Linked DNA regions of Mus musculus: region 1 is linked to region 2. A link is a contact called in public HiChIP or PLAC-seq data. All regions are on one chromosome and are shown on one strand. The core of a region is the stretch at or near the end of the contact, and the rest is flanking DNA. Distances in the headings are between cores, read along the strand shown.

Region 1 (6,404 bases), core at 1,911-4,410, 2.4 Mb before region 2:
CTTTCTATCATGGAATGTTCTGTTTCATGGCTCTACCATTTGATTTTCTTCCATTCACTTGTTAATGGACATTTGTATGATGTCTACATTTTTACTATAAGCCTTGAAGTAGATTGAATACTTTTTACTTTTGTAATTTTTACATACATTTCAGAAAAAATGAATTATTGTGCTTATGATCTGTATATAGATTTACAAGACATTATCAAGTTACTTTCCAAAATGTCTTTATACCTTTTATGCTTCTACTAGAAGTCCTTGAAAGCTCCCATGGTACCACATGCTGTCAGCATTGATGTTAGGAATTGCACAGTTTTAACCTCCTGGGTGGGTTTGAAGGGATATTGCAGTGTGGCTTGTAAGTGTACTTGCATTTTGACTAACCAATGTTGTCACTTTCTTATGTACTTTTGGCCTTTCATGTCTTATTCAGTGATGAGTTGGCACACTTATGCAAAAGTTGGCTGCTTATCTTTTGTATTAAGTAACTGAACTTCATATATTTTGGGTCTAAATACATAAAATATAATACTTGCCTCTGTTTTCATTAGTTTTAGGAAGTTTTAAAAGCTTCAACTTTTTTTAAAAATTCTCTTGAAAAGTAGCTATTTTTATTTAATAAATTCTAATCTACAAAATACATTTTCTTCACTGATACTTTAAAAATATTTTCAAAACTGCTTTTGCTAATCACAAGGTTTAGGGGAAGTCTTTCCACTTCCCATGTTTTCCTTTGGATGTTTTATAAGTTAAGATTATTTGGTTATTCATTATGTATTTATTTGGATGTATGGCTCTGCATGTGTAGGTGGTTAAAAAGGCTAGAGGAGGGTGCTTGGATTCTCTGCAGCTGGAATCACAGAGGCTTATGAGCTGCTCAAAGTGGGTTTGGAAACTGCCCTTGAGTCCCCTTCAAGACGACTATGTATATTAGCCATGGAGCCATCTCTCCAGCTCTTAAAGTCATCCTTTATTTTTAGATCTACAATCTGTTCTAGGTTCCGTAGGTATAAGCGAGGCACAGGTTTGATTTCTTTTTGTATGGACACCACCAAGTCTTCCGCACCTCCACTGAATGATGTTCCTTTCAAAGAGCTTTGCAATTTTCTCTATCCTGTTTCTTAATTTTCCATTCTGTTCCATGGGTTTCTCTAGTGACAAATATATATTTTATGCTAACAAAAATGGTGTCTAAGGCGGCAGTTTTATAAGACCTACAGTCAAAAAATGTCAGTTCCAATAGCTTTTTAAATGGTCACATTAGTTTTCCTAAATCATGGAAGGTAAAGGTTCACCTGAATAGTGGACTCGTTTTGTCAGTTGAGTCCATAAATGCGCTGAGGGAGAAATGTCATCTTAAAAAATATTGAATCTAATCCATGAACATAGTATATCAATCTCTATGTCTATTTTCTCTGTGATCTTTTAATAACAGGTAATTTCTTAAATAAAAAAAAATACACTTTTAATGATAGTCTGTGATCAGCATGCATAAGCTGAATAAAGACATTCTCCCCATAAAAGGTGTTTTTTGATGCTATCATAGATGAGGGCATCTACAGTTTTTATTTCTCAATTCTGTATTGAGAGTAGACATGAATAGAATTTGGCTTTCTATATTAGCCTTAGTTTTAATCTTTTTTACTTTTTATATTAATGTAGAATTTCACTTTTTAGGAACCTCTGTGTCAACATTGCAAAAGAAAATCAAACTCCTTAGAGCTTTGCTTTCAGCCACACATGAAACACATTCATAATATTTGTGAATATCTGTTGTGATGAGTTTTTTTCTATACCGCTTTGGCTCCTGGAGGATGGCACACACACCTGCCCAGGAGCTATCTTTTGATCTGAAAATGAAAGGCACGCACACACACTGACTTATTTTTAAAATGTCTTGGCTACCTTAAAGGCTGGGAACTCCTAAACATCCCCCTCTTAACACAGGCAGTGACCACTCACCTGAAATCTCATATGGCTGATTGGCTCTATCTCTTGCCACTACTTTGTCCTGTTCTTCTTTCCCTGAGTCACGGGGATTCTCTTCTATTCCTCTCTGCAGCCTAGCCTGCACAACTCTAAGTGTCCACCCTGTGTCCGGCTATTGGCTGTTAGCATCTTTATTGATCCATCATAAACCAATTTGGGACAAGGACCTTCAGTTTTTGGCTGGACACGCAGATTCCAGATTGAATCAAAGCCTTAGACCAACCTCCAACAGGTTTCTTTCACTGTATTGAAGGAACTTCTTTCTATTATTGATTTTTAAAACTTGTAAACATGTATTGGATTTTATCCAGGGTTGACAGTGAGCTGTAAAGTTCCTGCTTTTTTCCTGTGATGGTTATCTGGTCTTGGAGCATACCTGTAAGCGATTGTTTAGACCAAGGTTAGCCTTTAAGAATCTCTGTGAAGGGTCATAATAAGTTCCTGAAGGCAGGAACGCACAGCCTAAAAGTGAGCAGCAGTACCTTTCCCCAACTTGGGATCTTTTCCTGTGTAAGCTAAGAACAGGAGCGGAGCTGAAGTATGGCTCTCTGCTCTTGCCTGTGGATGTGAAGTTCCCTCAAGCTCCAGATGCTGGGACTCCCTTGCTGCTCTCTGCTCTTGCCGTGGATGTGACGTCCTCTCAAGCTCCAGCTGTTGGGACTTCCTTGCTCTTACAGACCATTACCTGAAACTGTGCGCTAAATAAACCCTTTCTTCCTCAAACTGCTTTTTGTCATGGGTATTTTAGAATAGAAGCAGGAAAATAAGTCACTCATTTTGGAATATTTCCTTTGGTGATTAACAAAGAATATAATATACTTCACCATACATAACTGCATTACAGATTTGTTGTAAGTAATTCAAACTTGATGGAATGTAAGCGTTGTTCCTGGGCTTTTCTTCATCCCTTTTGCTCTCAAGTGATGACAGGGTGTTTCTATGCCCACTCTAGTTCATTTTAGCTCCCAAATAAATGATTTGGGAACCTAAGCTATTTATTAACAGCTGCAGGCACTATGCTGGGCAGATACTTAGCTGGTTTAACCCTCTAAGTCAGCTTACTTTCCAGCCACACGGTGGTCCCTTTCTGCAATCTGAGTCTTGCTCTGGCTTACTCTGTTCCATGTGTGTCCTCAGGGCGAATCTTCCTGGTCCTTCTCTTCTTCCTCATTTCTGCCTCTCTCCTTTTGTTTGGGACTTCCTGACTGGGAACAGAAGTCCTTTATTCACCTCTTCCCCGGTGTAGGCTGAATTAGATCTTTAACCAATCAGAAGTGATGGAAAACAATCTACACATCATTGAGACAGGAAATGCTCCAATAATCATGACAATGCCAATTCTGGATTGCAACCAGATCTCTAGGCTCAGCAATCAGCATCTGAATACACAGTGCACAAAACCATCGCCCAACAATGAGGTGGCGTTCATCTTTACTTGCTGTTTCTATTGGAAGGTATTGCTTTCCAACTCTGACTCTATACAGGAAGACATCATTATGTAACTACACCATTACATTATACATTGCATTTCTATCCTTATATTTACCAGAAAATTGCTGATAGACATTTTGTCATACTGTATAAATAATAAGTAAATATCAATAAATAAGTGTATAAAGGAACCACTTTACATTCTAAACTCTTCATTCTGGAGAGTCATATTTAATGGATCCAAAATTTCTTATATTCTTGGAAGGAAAAGGACACAATTTGCTCACTGATATTAAAAGTTATATAAAGTGCACTAACAAACATATTTGCTCATTTGAGGCCACTTGGAAGATTGTAACAATGTATAAGATGTATAATTATAAGTAATAATGTGGTCACTCAATTGAGGCTTTTACTATTTGATGACTTATCTTCACTGGATATGGATGTGAGACATGTGTGTGTGTCTGTGTGTGTGTGTGTATGTGTATGCTACCTGTACAGCTAGTGCTGGAGGAAGGCAGGTCAGAGGATCAGATTGCCTAGAACTGGAGTTAAAGGCATTTGCAAGTGGTTGACTCTGGAAACTGAACTCCTGATGAGTTCAACAGCTGAGCTCTGTCTCCAGCCCCCCACCCCCAACTCCATTTCTGCCATTCTCACCTTCAGAATCTGTCAACAAGTTTTTATTGAGAGTCCGAAAGCTAACTTTTACATATGTATTTGCAGACCTAAGATGCCACTCTCAGTGCTAGAACTTTCACAGTGACTTTTTGTAGTTTTGGAAGGATGCATGTGATTTCCGAAAAACCTAGTTTCAACTTCTCCAGTACCATGTGCAGAAGGCCCAGTCTGTTAGGAGAGCAGAATGTTGACAGCTATTTGTTGCTTTGAGCCCAGCTCATAGTCTTTTTTTTTTTTTAACCATTCTTTTGTTGATATTGTTTGTTCTCTCCTGGATGAGCTGCTTTATTTAACCATTTCATGCCAAAGTAGACACATATCAGTCATATGAAGTGGCTGCCACAAAGCTATTGAGGAAACTACAAAACTGACCCTAGCAAGAAAGGCTCAGCAGCTCTTAGAACTAAAGGTAGGCCATTTACACAGACTGGAAGCAGTCTTTAATTATTTTCTACTAGGAGAAGAATTTTAGCCTGTAAAGTTTACTGTGGTAATAAAACTACTGATCAAATGATTCAGAGGTCTGTGTATTGATGTCCGTAGCCTCACAGCTGATAGATGAAGATAGCATTTCTATAACAGTATGTTGCTTATACTGAACACATGTCTTTACATTAAAGGTGACCACAAATATTTCTTGGCCCGGCAAAAACCGTCAATGGAAAACAAACTAGTCAATTTGTTGTGGGATGTTTAAGTACCATATGATTGAAATGAAGTCACTATTTCTCTGCCTTTCAACCTTTCTTTTTATTTTTTTCTTCAAAACTTTAGATCTTTTAGCCAGGTGTGGTGGCTCACCCCGTTAGCCCTAACACTCAGGAGGGAGAGGTAAGTGGATTTCTGTGAATTTGAAGCCAGCCTTCTGGTCTACAAAGAATATAGTATGATACACACACACACACACACACACACACACACACACACACACACACACACACACATTTAATACATGTAAAATTAGGACTTTCTTTTTATCTACAAGTTTGTTTAGGACCTATTTAATTGCATTTAGTGTCAGTGAGCTGAATATAAGGGACCATCTTTGAGCATAAACTATTTGAGTTTATGGCACTTCCACAGCTGTCTACGTTATTGAAGGGTCAGTTTGATGTCCTGTGAACCTCAGTTATTTAGTATTCACAAAATAATAAATCATATTCACTTTCAAAGATGGTTTGGATGTGATGTAACACACATATTTTCTCACACATGCAAGACCTACACATAGAGTCACTCCTCTTCTGTGTTCTCCAGTAAAGCTCTCTAAAATGGATAAGATTTGGATACGTGAAATAAACAACTAAATCACTACTATACTGGGTTCTTCTTTCCATGGGTCCAGCTCCGTGAAGAGCTGGTGCCTGTCCCAGGAACTGTCCGTGTCTACATTAATCTTTCCTATTGCAAAGTTTTCATGATTGCCTCTCTCTTGTGCTAGAATTTTGCAGTCAGTTTTCACCTGACTCATTAGCTTTGAAACTCATTAATTTGAAGCACTCAACTAATATATATATGTATAATATATATGCATATATATACATATATACATACATATATATATATATTATATTGTATTTTATATTCACAAATACATCCTTCCAGTGACTCATTTGGAGGCATTGTGGCATATCTATGAAATTTTATCTGTACATCCCATAGCACATCTCTAAACTTCAGGTTTGAGTACATATTTGAAGTGCTGATATCTTTCCCCATACATTGCAAAGACCTTGAGACCAGAACTCTTGCCCGATTCATCTTTATTTCTTTCTTAGAACCCAGATCCTCACCTACATAGAAGGACTAGTATAACTGCTTTTTAGAAAAATCAATTCATTTATCAAAATATAAAGTACTTTCACACATAGTCTGTTAGAATCATTTGTCATTTTGTGTCCCTAAAAGTCTATCTTTTATTGATAAAGTTGCTTTTCTAGTCTCTAGCTACTCTTAAATAAATTATAGCATACTCAAATCAGCAATTATTACAAATGCCAATGTTATTTTATTTCTTTTATTGAACACTGGCATTCTAAGAAAAAAGATTAGTAAAAGTACATATATATATGTATATGTATATATATGCCTAAAAAGGTATGAGCCAATTGTATTAATGATTCTTTTCCTAGTAAATAGAATTTATGTAACTTTTTTGTTAGCTTGTTTGTGTCTTCTAGTTTTCTGAAATAATTCTCTATTACTTCACCTTAAAAATAAACACTATACATAAGCTAAACTGAGTGTAGAAACAGTACCACAACCATCCCTATGTAAATGTATCAGGAATTACTGCCACA
Region 2 (5,636 bases), core at 1,024-3,523:
AACCTAACCTCATTCATCTTTTCCCCCAGTCCGTGCCTAATTTCCTAATCCAGTCCAGCTCCCTCTTAAGTGACTCAAGGAATCCATATCCTACCCCACCCCCTCCCTGGACAAGGTTAAAGAGCATAGGCCAAAGGATCACAACTAGCCAGCCTTGCTCCAGGTCAGGGAAGTATTTGTCACCAAAGGGTGCCTCTGCAATGGAATTCTTGGAGCTTTAGCCCGGATGAGTCTGAGGTAGTGAGCAGGACATATATGGTCAGAGGTCTGGTTTTTGTGGGGATGTCCCAGCTGTAGTTTCCTTCCTATTGCTGTGATCAAACATTCACCAACATCAACTTGGACGGGAAGAGGGTTTCTTTCACTTACATTTCCCTGTCACAATCCGTCACTGAGGGAAGCATGAGCTGTGCAAGAACCTGGAGGCAGAAACTAAGGAAAGACCACAAAGAAACGCTGCCTTACGAGCTTGCTCCCCATGGCTTGGTTTCTTATATCACCTAGGACCACCTTGCCAGGGGTGGTACTGATGACAGTGGGCTGGGTTGTTCTACGCCAATCATTAATGAAGAACACGCCTCGCAGATTTGCCTCACAATCTGATGGTCTCAGTGAACATTCCCTCTTTCCAGATGACTCTAGCTAATGTCAAGTTGACCAAAACCTAACCAGCACAGTCCCCAAACCATTCTCGGTATCAGTGAGACCCTCTTTGTCAGCGTTATCCAGATCTCCAACTACCACCTGATGATCTACCAGCTAAACCCAGGAGGGAATATTTGAATATTTGTATACCTGCTCCGTGTGTGTGTGTTTGTGTGTGTGTGTGTGTGTGTCTGCCCCTTCTCTCTCTCTCTCTCTCTCTCTCTCTCTTACTCACTTCTCTCTCTGATCCCTTTTTCCCACCCCCCCCCCCTCCAGGTGTTCCTGGCCAGCCTCTCCTCTCTCTCTCCTTCTCTGTCCCCTTTCTTCCTCTGTCTCTACTCCCTTCTCAACTTCCCTTCCCCTGCTCCTGCCCTCAAAATTATTTTTTTTCCCCTCACCTCTAGGGGATGTTAACATTGTGTCATTTTTGGTATTGTGGTATAGCCCCTTTATCATTTTTTGGGTTTCTAATAACACTCTTAGATTATAACAAAGGAGCCCATGGGCAGTCTTTCTCTGCTGAAGGTCTATTGGGGCAAATACTGCTTAAATGGTATGAATGAGACTAGGGACACCCACAGTAAATCTCTGACTAGACACTGGACCTTCAGGATGTAGCTAGAACTTGGACAAAAGCCTAGTGTGATGAAGGACTTGACTGTACCTGGAGAAAGATCCAGGGGGCTTGCAAGATGGCTCAGTGGTTAAGAGTGCCGACTGCTCTTCCGAAGGTCCCGAGTTCAAATCCCAGCAACCACATGGTGGCTCACAACCATCCGTAATGAAATCTGATGCCCTCTTCTGGAGTATCTGAGGACAGCTACAGTGTACTTACATATAATAAATAAGTAAATCTTTAAAAAAAAAAAAAAGATCCAGGAGCCAGGTCTCTTAGGTCACCTGCTCTACTACACCAATTTTCTCACGTATGATTAAGACCTATGGAGCCTTGGGGAAGTGGTTTCTGAATTCCTAAAATAGTGTGGAGGGAGAGATCAGAAAGAGATTAAAACCTGGTCCAGCAAGTGTCCACAGAACAGAAAAGGCACATTCTATTCTACCCAAACTATATGTAGAACAGCACAAATGGTATGGCCAATCAAAATCAGCTCCATTCCAGTGTGACAGCTTCCTCCATCTGTGTGGCAGGAGCGACATGATGAGAACTGTAAGGCAGCTCAGCCTTACCAAACAAGAGCTCCTCCAAAGCAGAGAAGCCCTCACAGCCCATCACCATATGCTGGCTCTCCTTCTATGACTCTCATGCCCTCTGCTCTTTGTGCGCTGCGCCAAACCAGCCTTTTTCTTCTCTTCTCTAAAGGGTAGAATCTTTCACCAAACCACCCAACCCTCACTGCACATAAAACTGAATAGTCAGCCAAAGTAATACAAGACCCCCAAAATTGGAATGAGAAACTGCCATTCCTGAATGGGAAGAGAGAGAGCAAAGGAAAGGAGATGACTGCTTCCAGGTGTGGTGGAAGAGAACGTTTATGATAGACACCTGGGAGAGCATAGCCAGAGGCAGACACACCTGGGAGAGTCTGGAGCGGTCATGACCTTGAACAGCATAGGGAGACAGTGGAGGGAAGAGAGGAGAAAAAAAGCGGGGTGGGTAACCAAAATGTCTGGATTATATAGGGAGGAGCCTCTGGGGGAAGGGCAGCCTGGCCTCTGGGATGGAGAGTTCAGGGAAGGGGGTTGGGTGTGTCAGCCACACCCTGTAAAAAGTAGGGATTGAGGGATGCTGGGAGAACCTGGAGGCGGGGTCTAATTTGATATGTTAAATAGGCACCTTAGCCATTGTTCCATACCTACAGGTCCCTCCCTCTATCTGGTTCTGTGAATTGAATTATGGTTTGTGTAGCATTCACCAGAGCTTAAGTGGCAGAATATGGAGTCTCCACTTGACACAAATCCTGAAGCCTGCAGCAGGCAAGGAGGGAAAGTTTTGTTTTAATTATTAAGATTTTCCAGTAGATTGAATCAAATAACTAATTCTGAAAGAGGTCAGTGGCATCGGGCAAAGCATCCAAAGATGTAGGGTGTGTGTGTGTGTGTGTGTGTGTGTGTGTGTGTGTGTGTGTGTGTGTGTGTGAGATCTGCTATGTTTCAGTTCTTGGGAGGCATGGGCAGGGCTGAGTTTAGACTGATGTAAATGGAGACAGGCATGTGTTAGGTGCCTTTTTGACTAGTTTGGGGCTTTGGGTTGGGTGGGGAAGGTGGGTTTAGAGATGGCTGCTGGAACTTCTGTGTTTTATCATACAGAACTCTGAAAAATTGGAAAATGGAAGGAAAAACAGTAATGTGGATGGTCATTTATTCGCTTATTGTGTAATTTCTAAGAAATGTAATTTCTAAGAAAACATAAGTTAAAAATAGTTATGCCAACAGCTGCAGCCCACCACCCTCAACCTCCCAGTCTATGCCAGGGAACTTGAGGGCCTGAGCAGACAGAGCAAGGGTGTGTGTGTGCACTTGGGATTGGGGTGTGAAATATGGAGTGGGGTGTGGTGGGGAGTGGGTTTCAGAGTTCCTAGGCTAACTATGGAAAGCCAACAGATGGCTTAGAGGGTAGAGAGGTACCTGGAGGCCTGAGTTGAACCCAGAACCAACATGAAGCTGGAAGGAGAGAGCCAACTCCACGATTTTGACCTCGGATCCTCATTCATAGGCCATGACCTTCATGCTCACACAATAAAATAATTTGTTAAGTTGGCAACAGTCGTGTGGGGGTGCGATAACCTGCTTGATTCTGATGGTGAAAATGGAATGCATACTCTGAGTCTGTCATGGAGGACCTGGGCTTTCTTACGTGCTGTTTAACACTTCTGGCAGTGGGCTCCAGATGCCACTGAGGCAGAGATGAGACAGGGGAGGCAGGTGAGTATATCAGGAGAGTGAGTGTGGTTTGAGGAGACTGGTGCTTTCTTGGTTCAGACAACCCTGGATAGTTATAGGGGAAAGCCTCTGCTTTGTGTGTAGAGTTGTCATGGCATGCCTTCAAAGTCTATGAAAAGAGCACGTCTTGTGTGCTTTTGGGTGCCTTTCAGACTATTGGAATCTGTATGACCTCCAGATCGTAGTGAGTGAGCCCCTCCTGAGGTGTGCCCTGCAGGGCCAGACTGGATAGATGGCAGGGCATCTCATCTCCAACCTACAACAGATCCAAATTCTTACCTTAGAACTGTTGGAAAGATAGTCAGCTAAATGGCTGCTCCAGATAGTCTTTAATAGTCTCAGAGTAATAATGAATGCACCAGGATAAGCAACTCTCTTAAAGTGGGTTTTACAAGATAATCTAGAAAACTCTTTTCTCACAGTGCATTCCTGGACCCAGACTGGGAACTCGGAGATCTGAGATGGAAGTTTGAATGTTTATCCTTCCTGTCCCCAAAGTGATGATCTTCAAGGTTTGGAAACCTTACATAAAGCAGAATATTGATTTGGATTTGAGAGGCACTACAGAGGTCAGAAGGATTCCATTAGTACAATGTCAATCAAACATGTATGAATGCAGTGCCAGGTGAGCAGTTCCCTAATGGAGTGGTCTTCATGCGTACTATGTGGGAGAGGTCGGGGGTACGAGAGATGAAGGTATTCAGTTGTGATGGCCGGTATTTGTACAGAGTACTGAGCACGATGCTGAATCTTACCTAGCATTCAGGAGAGCTGGATGGAGATTGACTTTACTCTTTTCTTCGCGTTTGATGGAAGAAACCAAGGTACCATGGGGTTAGTTAGTTTGCCAAAGCCACAATAAATGGCCACTGTAGCAGTTGAAACCCATGTAGGTTGCCTAACCTCAGGCTATAAATCCAGAAAGCTTAAAGCAAGGTGGAGAAGACAGAGCTGTGGACAGACGTGGTCTCCAGTGGCTAGATGGAAGACACAGGTGCCCAGTTTAGCAAGTGATGCCACAGGAAAGACAAGATGAGGCCCGTGCACCCAGACACAAAGGCCCATAGACCAGGAGACCCCAAACAGGAGGTGGCACAATGCCAGAGTCAGGGAAGGGTCCAGGCTACCCTGACTGCCTTTCCTAGAGAGCCATGGAACTGTGTCAGAGACTGGCACACTATACAAACTGCACAAGGAAGCAACGGATATTTGGGAATTAAAAGCATTCTCTAGATGTCCTTCGAGGTAGTGACTGACTCTAGACTAGGGGCAGATGACATCACCATAAGGTTCCAGGAAGCTTGGGAAGTCATACAAGTTACTCAACCCTAGAGAGTCTTCTGGAAAAAGCAGGTCCAAAGAGAGTCACAGAAAGGGGAAAAGAATGACTGGCTTCTAAAAAAGGCAGGGCCACCCTGCTGAGCTAGTTGGCTTTCCTCTTCCTTGGAAATGAGCCCTCTATACTCATTTAACTGCAAAGTACTTTCAGGTTCTTGGTGGGAAGCTACTAAAAGGACAGAAAATAATGATTCCTTGTCTAATTCACAACTGTTTAAATATAAAAATGAAATAAAACCCAGAAAGCCCCCAGCTGCCCATCTGGCTGCTTGGATATATGTGTTTCTAGATAGTGTCAAACAAGGCGTAGGCTGCACGAGGAAGGAAAGGATATTATGGGAATTAAAAGCTTAGCAATAAATTAAAAAAAAAAAGCTAAAAGAGCCAGGCGGTGGCGGCGCATGCCTTTAATCCCAGCACTTGGGAGGCATGAGGCAGGCAAATTTCTGAGTTCGAGGCTAGCCTGGTCTATAGAGTGAGTTCCAGGTTTTTTTTCTATGAGAAAAAAAAAAAAAGCTTAGCAATACAGATGTCTGGCCCTTTCTTGAGCTTTTCTCTATCATGGGTCATGTAACCTATAGCTCAGGTTTCCAGTAGGCTCCCATGGGTGTCCACTTTTTGCTAGTTCTTTATCCTGTTCCCAATCTTTTTGGGCTCATCCTCCCTCCCCGGCACAGCATAGTGCCCACATCATGCCTGTAGGGGGCTCTCTTCTCATGCAATGTCTCTTCCACAAAGTCTATTCAACAAAG

What was found. HiChIP or PLAC-seq counts read pairs in DNA pulled down with a chosen protein or histone mark.
Region 1: an H3K27ac HiChIP or PLAC-seq map of embryonic stem cells shows a contact between it and region 2, with 3 times the contacts expected there. The contact joins two enhancer-like sites. A contact is called at or near these places in 1 of 39 promoter capture datasets (hippocampal neurons) and 1 of 115 datasets of contacts at active chromatin or transcription factors (embryonic stem cells).

What each region holds. Positions count from the first base shown.
Region 1 is chr11:11,095,402-11,101,805 of GRCm38.p6, reverse strand. No RefSeq gene overlaps it. Among named protein-coding and RNA genes, the nearest start is that of Vwc2, 15 kb to the left of the region's middle. Within about 2 kb of position 3,160, at least 5 of the 459 cell types and tissues checked have an H3K27ac peak or open chromatin away from gene starts, as enhancers often do. A contact at or near this core is called in embryonic stem cells, where this site is marked.
Region 2 is chr11:8,668,563-8,674,198 of GRCm38.p6, reverse strand. No RefSeq gene overlaps it. Among named protein-coding and RNA genes, the nearest start is that of Tns3, 6.8 kb to the right of the region's middle. Within about 2 kb of position 2,273, at least 7 of the 459 cell types and tissues checked have an H3K27ac peak or open chromatin away from gene starts, as enhancers often do. A contact at or near this core is called in embryonic stem cells, where this site is marked.